Linked DNA regions of Mus musculus: region 2 is linked to region 1. Evidence: chromatin contacts called from public HiChIP or PLAC-seq data. All regions are on one chromosome and are shown on one strand. The core of a region is the stretch at or near the end of the contact, and the rest is flanking DNA. Distances in the headings are between cores, read along the strand shown. Region 1 has its middle 15 kb from the start of Far1. Region 2 overlaps Spon1 (spondin 1, (f-spondin) extracellular matrix protein).

Region 1 (4,008 bases), core at 1,147-3,646:
TGGCCAGTAGAGTGTAGCATAAAATGGAAGGAGTAGCCAGAAAATTAAAGATGATGAATAGCTGGTTTCCTTGAGGTGAGACAGGGGACAGGAATGTTGGTGAGATTAAGAGGTAGATTTGGAAAAATGAGTTGAAACAGGACTGTGAAAAACCATGTGGGTCACACACTGTTGGTGTTTTTTTTTTTTAAATAAAAAGGACTTACACTCCACATGGATGTTGGGCTGAATCATATGATGTGGAGTAGGAGGTGGGAAACCAGGGCAGAGATTTAGATGGTCATGATTTGGTAACAGTGGTAATGGCAATGCCAGGAGGCCAAGGATAGTAAAGCTAAGACGGTGAGAACTGATGAAACCTGGCCAAATATGGAAGAGGAGAGAGACAGAGAGACAGAGACAGAGAGAGACAGAGAGAGACAGAGAGACAGAGGCAGAGAGACAGAGACAGAGAGACAGAAAGAGACAGAGACATACACACAGAGACAGAGAGACACACAGAGAGACACACAGAGGAGTGGGAGACTAAGAGGCACACTAGGTTGTATTTCTGCTAGGTGATATGACCACACAGTGCCAACTTCCTTCTGATCACCAAGCAAATATTTACTGTGGGCTCACTTCTATTGTATCTAAGGTACTGTACTTGTATATTAGAACTAAATGGGGTCTCAGTGACAGTGTTTTGACTTTATTTGATTCAACCACTGACTAGGGATCAGGGGAAAAAGCAGTTAAATACATACTAATTATTGCAGTTAAATGCATACCTAATTATTGCAGTTAAATCATGCCTAATTATTGGTCAATTGGTAAAAGGAATCAAACCTCTGTACTATGAGGTGGGTTAGGGTTTCTCATCTAACAGTTAAAGTGAAGACCTGACTGCTGAGGGGAGAAGTCTCCAGTATAGACAAGTAACACAAAGGTTCAGGAAGGGTGACGAAACAGGAACTCTTTCATAAACTGCTTTCACCGTAGCATATTGCTCTTTGCAAAGGCACTAATTGCACTCTGCAGAGCAACATGGCAGTCTGCTGCAAAACTGAAGGTGTGCATCGACAGACTCAGCCACTGATCTTCTGTATCTCCAGACTCGCTACGTAAAGATTCTATCCCTACAGGTCATGCACGGGAAGAAAGCTGTGAGAGTTTCTGAGCTCTCAATTTTTATTTAAAAAAATGTTTTATCATTAAGTAGAAATCAAATTGAGCTTTAAGTGACACCAGTTATACAAAACACCTAAAAAGTTAACTTTTAAAAGGGTACCCTAGGTTATAGCTCAGTGGTATAGCACTAGCTCAGCATATGTGAAGCCCTGAGTTTTGTTCCCCACTATCACACATAAAAGTTATTTAAGAGAGAAAGGGCTTATTTTAGATCATGGCTGTGGAAGTTGCAGTTCATGATTACTTTGGTGGTGAGGCCAAAGGTTTGAATAGATGGCAGAGGAGGCCTTGTGTCATCACAATGACAGAAAAGCAAAAGGCATGCAGATCCATGGTCCCAGTGTCCCCTTTCAAGGTCATGTCCCCAGTGACCATCTTTCTACTAAGCCTCAGCTCCTATAAAGTGTCCCACCTCCCAGAATCACTACAGGCTGGAAATCAAGACGTGTGTAAGTGAAAGGACAACTTTTAGGAGTTGGATCTATTCTACTGTGGGTTCCAAAGGTCAAGTTAAGGTTGTCAGGATTTCACAGGCATATAATTTTATAATATTCTGCTTGCCCTGGATCAAGTCTTTTAACACATAGACCTTTGACAGGTGTTCAATACTCAAAATATAGGAATGACAGGGCTGTAGTTCAGTCATAGGATGTTTGCCTAGCAAACAGAAGTCCCAGTGCAACGGTGGGAGGTGTCCATAGAGAAGAGAGAGGAGAGAGTTAAATCATAGCACTGGCAGTGCCATTCGATATATATCTCAAATAAATTCTGCCAACTCCAAAATTTAAATATTCAGGATTATCTTCTCCTTGAACTTTGCCTAAATATCTTCACTCTGGAATATATTGAAGAGGTAGCATGAATAAGTAGTGTGTGAATAATTTACAAATAAAACACGGATCAAATCCAGGCGTGGTATCTCATGCCTTCAATCCCAGCACTCGGGGAGGCAGAGGCAGGCAGATCTTTGTGAATTTAAGGCCATCCTAGTCTATACAGTAAGACTTTGCCTAAGAAAACAAAAACCAAAAAGATACATCAAGTACATACCTATTTTAGTACCATCAAGATAAATGACAGAATTATAGCTTGTGGGGTTAAAACGTGCCTTTCTTTAATGCCATTCTCTTGCAAATAGAATTTTGTTCCTTCACTAATGATGACAGTGTGACTCACCCAGAGTCAAGCCACTAGAACTAGTACAAGAGAGAACAGGATGGGTGTGGAGTGGTGGAGTGTGGCCAGAGGCAGAACCACAAGGCGTGAAGTGGGTGAGACAAAGAACATTGATGCTCTTGCAGAAGAGAAAGGGCTGCAGAAAAAGGGCGATAACCTGAAATTGCTGGCTTTGGGTCAGAAATCTTGGAGTGAGTTTTCCTCCCTCACCTTTCTTTTCATATTATCTCAACTAAAAGAAAGGGTGCATCATGGGTACATCCCCAAGCCTCACTACCAGGCAAATGAAAAATGCCTGTAGTCTAGTTTCCACCCTCTTCTTCTCTTCCCTTCCTTCCATCCTTTCATTCATTCTGTCTTTCTCTTTCTCTTTTATTACTGTTATAATTCGGGGTGGAGGGACAACCTTCCATGTGTCATAGTCTGACCTCAAACTCACTATGTAGGTGTGGATGACTGTGAACGCTTGACTTTTCTGTCTTTCCATAATTTCTCCCAAGTACTAGGATTACAGGTATACAATATGATGCCACGTTTCCGGGGTTGTTGAGGATACAACTAGGGTCTCAAGCAAGATGGAAAAGCACTGTGCCAACTGAACTACATCCCTAGCTTTAGCCATCCTTTTGGACCATAGTGGTAACGCAGAAGTTAGGAGGCATGAAGTGGGTTAGGTGAAGAGCACTGTGGAATAATACTGCAACATCTACAGTATGGTCCTTTGCTTTCCCATTGGGCTTTCTTTATTCGTTTCAATTTTTTTTCTTGAATGTGTTTGAATGTTTACCTACATGTATTTACAGACACACATACACCATGGGCAAGCCTTGTGTTTGCAGAAGCCAGACAACGGATCAGATGACCTGGAATAAGAATTATAGACGCGTGGGGGCTGCTATGGAGATATTGGGAAACACACCCAACTCTTCTGCAAGAGCATAAATGTTCTTAATGGCTGCATCATATCTCCAGCCCCTCTGGCTTAGTTTCTCCCTCACCTTTCCTATCTTGAGCAAACCCAGAAAAGGACCAAAATGGTTAGGGAAACTGAGCTAAGGCCCTGGCAGAGACAACAGCTTCCAGAGAGCATTTTGAGGAGGGGTTAAGTGGTCATGTACAATGTAAAAGGAAGGAATTCTCCACTCTCTACCCAATCCCAGAAGAGAAATAGAAAAAAATCAGATATTTATTAGTGTACGCTTGTCTTTACTAATAAACATCCTGTTACTTTGACAGTCAATCTCTTTAAAATGAAAGTTGCTATAGTTACTATATATAGTTACTATAGTAACCACCAAAAGGCTTTGAAGGAGACAGAGTATGCATTTATCAGCCTTAACTCTTATTCTGGCTATATACTATAGCTGTCAGCAGAGGACTTGTACTTTTGTGTGGTAAACTTCCCAGTGACAGTTAGTTACTGAAAGAAATTGATTACCAGTTTAGAGTCATGTTGGCCAAAGGAACTTGAAGCTCAGCAGAAAGTTAAAATAAAAATAAAGTTAGATATCAGAAGGATCCAAGAATTGAAATACAAACACAATACATACTTCTTGTTTCGCCCATGAAAAGTAGCAATTCGGGTTCTACCAGGCTTTAAGCTACCAACTGATAAGGGAAAGGTCAGGAAAACAAACGGAGCTTGAAGAACAATTAGTCATA
Region 2 (3,887 bases), core at 8-2,507, 520 kb before region 1:
GGGGGGGGGGAGCCAGGTAATGACCGGCTTTCGGAAGAGTGAGGAGACCGCGCAAGGCTTTGTGAGCCACTGCACCTCAGATGTTTTCCCGCACAAAGAGGAGTAGAGTTCCTTGTTTGTTGGTGATTTTTCTTTTTAAATAGTATCTTACTGTATAGCCCCACTTAACCTAGAACTTAGCTACGTAGACCAGGCTGGCTTCAAACTCAAAGAGATCCATCTGTTTCTGGCTCCCAAGTGCTGGGACTTAAGGCACGCACTACCCAACATGCACAGTTAAGAATAGGGTGAAGACAATGTGAGGAGTTCCATTTTGGAAACGAGGAGTTTAAGTTCAATAAGGGCCATCTATGGAAAGGTACTCCTCAAACTGATCTCTCTCTCTCTCTCTCTCTCTCTCTCCTCCCTCTATCCTATCAATCCTATCTATCTATCTATCTATCTATCTGTCTGTCTGTCTGTCTGTCTATCTATATGTCTAATCCATCCATCATCTAGTATCTATAATTGGTCATCTACCCACCCATCTGGGATTATGATAGTTTGAAACTGGCAGCATCCCCTTGGACCATCAAAGTCTTCAGGGCAGATAAACTCTTCAAGGGACATAGCTGACAGAGACAAGAGAGGGTCTGAGAACTGAGACCAGTACAGATGTGGTTTCCCATGAATCAGGATCGCTTAGAGTGAGCTCAAGAGAACATGCCATGGTTAATCAGTTGGGTCTTCTGTGGTGGATGGAGGAACTGGTGAAGCAGAGGCCAAACCTGTAGTCCCAAGAAGACAAGGTTTCCCACATGGGCAATACTTCCTTGGCTTGCTCATCTGAGAGTTATTGCTAACTTTAATGGCACAACCAATATTAAGTGACCATGAGCTAAGTGGCTTCTAGGACAAGGCTAGGATGAGACAGGGAGGACAAGTGTCTGTTTGCTACTTACACATTGACAGGCTGCCAGGCTGGCCACTGGGCTTTGGCTTTGATGACAGTGAGGACTTCATCACTCTGCAAGAGAACCACACATGGTTAATGTAGAGAGCTGGGCTTCTGGCAACAGGAGGAATTTAGCACGGTGACGGTTGTCTGTTCCCTTTTTATTTCTTCATGTGCTGTGAGCCATTTCATGCCAGCTACACTAGGAGGTGGCACTGAGTGTTCCTAGTCTGGCTATGGATAATCCCACTCAGTCACACCTTGGTTCTTTAGTCTAGCCCATCCCCCACGAGATCGAGCTGTGACCCAGAGTTCACCTCTATTGGCTAGACTTCCCTATTTGTTCAGCATAAAGGGCTGAGTCACAAGCTTAGGGTTCAGACACAGAGACCAGGCCAACACTCGTCATCCAACTCTGTAAGGCAGCCAACCCTTCAACCAGAGTACTTGTCACCCTGAGCCACTCTCCTGCTGTAGAGACCCTTTCCCCCCAGACAAGGAGGTCAGAACAAAGCCCTCCGACCTAGTCCCTTTGTGGCTTCTGCTCTATTTTGATTAGACAGTGTATAGACCATCATTAAGTTATGGGGCACCTCAAATAACTTCTGAGAAAGAATTTGAGAATGAATATTTTGAAGGCAAACATTATGTGGTCATCATGAGACAAAGATCGGAATCCTACGGATCTTGCTTGACTTGACACTGAGATTCAGTTGGATTTTTACTCTTGGTTACACTTCCAGTGAAGGGTGTCAGGAGCAGTTTGCATAGCTCAGATTCATCCTTAATGGAGATCTCCTCTGACTGGAGTTGGCTGGCTCCAGTAGCTGCCTACCCCTGGCTTGGGCCCAGTAGCTCAGACACTATCAACCATAACACATAGGGAAAATACAATGTCACCAACTGAGGCGGGGAAGAGCTGGGCTGATAACTGTACAGAGCTCCAGGTTGGGATGGGGGTGGGGATGGGGGTGGGGATGGGGGCAGAGCCTTGCTTGGCTGCCCCATAGCTACTCCCCAGACCTCAGAGCCATACTCAGCAGTAGGTGCCTAGAATTTATTGGTGAACATCTCCCTGGGACTCCAAGAGCAGTCACTATGAAAGCTGAAAGTATGGAACCAGAGGAGTCCCCCAGACAAACATTATAAAAACCTTCCTCTATCTGAGGACCTTGACTACAAACGGGGAAGGGTCATGCATAGGCCTCTGAGAGGAAGTGGGGCTTTATCTAGAGCCAACTCAGTCTGGACCTCTGGTGGCTTGGGTTGGGTGAGCAGAAGGGCAGGAGGTGGGACAAAGACTGAGTTCACAGCCTCTTTCTGCTTTCCTTAGGCTGCGTGTGTGGAGGAAGGAATCACTGGGACTGTAGACAACCACACACTCAGGAGTGAAGACAACCACATGCACACACAGGTCTTCAGGAAAAGCATGTCCTGGCCTCCTGAGTGGTTCCATTTATCCTAGAGGATTTGTGTGTTTGTTTACAATGTGTCTTTTGGGGAGGGGCTAACAGGCGCTGTCCACCACAGAGTCAAGACACAAGACGGGCCGGCTCTGCATCTCCTACGATGTCCTCATGGGGCCCTCCTCGGCCTCTGGATCCACTCCAGAGGGCCCATCTGTACCCAAGTCACACACACTAGATACCTGAGCATCTGAGGAACATTGCCAGCTCCCTCTATCTCTTGCCACTCGTCCCAGACAGGACCCAATACCCTCTGCATTCATATCCACAAATCTGGCCGAGCTATTCCCCACCCTGAGCCATCAGCAGCTCTCCATGGACATGTCTTCTTTACCGTGCTTGGACCACATGGATCCCCCACCCCCGCACTCCCCCCTAATCCCCAATAGCATGCACTTATTGTGGAACATTTTCGGCATCTCGGGAGCATACGATGTAAATGTTGAGTGCATCCTGCTTCAGCATCTACCCTGCCTTTGTCTCCTTCTCCTCCCCCAGAACGTCACAGCTTCATATGCATCTTTCCAGGCCTCGTATTATGCATATGCAACAATGGGCGTGCTTGTGTGGACTATATATACCTTCCCTCACAAAGCCCTCATTGTACGGAATCTTACCTTGCACCCTGCCTTTTACCCTTTTCTTTAACATTGCATCATGAGAGATTTTCTTTCAGAACATTCTATAGCCTCCATAGAATATATACCAGACAGCCTAGCTCGAACTTAAAATTTTCAAGTGCTGAAAATCTTCAAATCATGGTGAGAATGAGCCAGTTCACAACATCGACATAAGCCCAAGAGGCTAGATCTGAGTAACAAGATGCTGTCTCCTGAGAAATACCTCACTAAAGAAATTAAATCAATGTGGGTGGAGTTGAGGTAGCTATGGAGCCAGCTGGCCCTACAGATTCACCTTGCTTTACAATTAAATCATGATTTTTTGGGTCCTAGCTAATGACATATTGATTTTGCTTCTGCTGTATATTACCCAGCGACAGTAGTCCAGACTCTCCATTACTGCTTTATTTATCTACATCATTTTCGGTGTACAGATGTTCTTAGGATGCTGGGTCCATGTGTGTGGGCAGGACAGCTCCTTGCTGTAAATGCTTTCATCTGGAGCTTATGCTGTGAGGTTTATCTACAGCTTCCAGTCGGTCCCTTTTTGTAATAATTCATGTTATTTACTGAAATAAGAAGGAGGTATTTGGGGACATTCGTTTTACATATGAAATCCACACCTTTATATATATAAAAAATACATACCTGAGAATGCAACCCCTTACCCTTACAAGGCTGGGGCAGGAGGACATTGAGTTAGAGGCTAGCCTAGGCTATGTGAGGAGATTCTATCACCATCTATCCAACTAAACCCACAAACAAGCAAGCAAACATGCCCCTGCCAAGCTTACAAACCAACCCCTAAATATTTTTTGCTGAGCACCAAGTTTTTATGATATGAACTGAATCCTACAGCAATGAGAT

What was found. HiChIP or PLAC-seq counts read pairs in DNA pulled down with a chosen protein or histone mark.
Region 2: a contact with region 1 is called in an HNF4G HiChIP or PLAC-seq map of pancreatic cancer cells. The contact joins two enhancer-like sites. A contact is called at or near these places in 2 of 484 Hi-C or Micro-C datasets (cortical neurons and urothelial organoids) and 1 of 115 datasets of contacts at active chromatin or transcription factors (pancreatic cancer cells).

The regions. Positions count from the first base shown.
Region 1 is chr7:113,496,974-113,500,981 of GRCm38.p6, reverse strand. No RefSeq gene overlaps it. Among named protein-coding and RNA genes, the nearest start is that of Far1, 15 kb to the left of the region's middle. Within about 2 kb of position 2,396, at least 22 of the 459 cell types and tissues checked have an H3K27ac peak or open chromatin away from gene starts, as enhancers often do. A contact at or near this core is called in pancreatic cancer cells, where this site is marked.
Region 2 is chr7:114,013,846-114,017,732 of GRCm38.p6, reverse strand. Spon1 (spondin 1, (f-spondin) extracellular matrix protein) reads right to left here. Exons shown (of 16, transcript NM_145584.2): 7 at 942-1,006. Among named protein-coding and RNA genes, the nearest start is that of Gm51454, 21 kb to the left of the region's middle. Within about 2 kb of position 1,257, at least 22 of the 459 cell types and tissues checked have an H3K27ac peak or open chromatin away from gene starts, as enhancers often do. A contact at or near this core is called in pancreatic cancer cells, where this site is marked.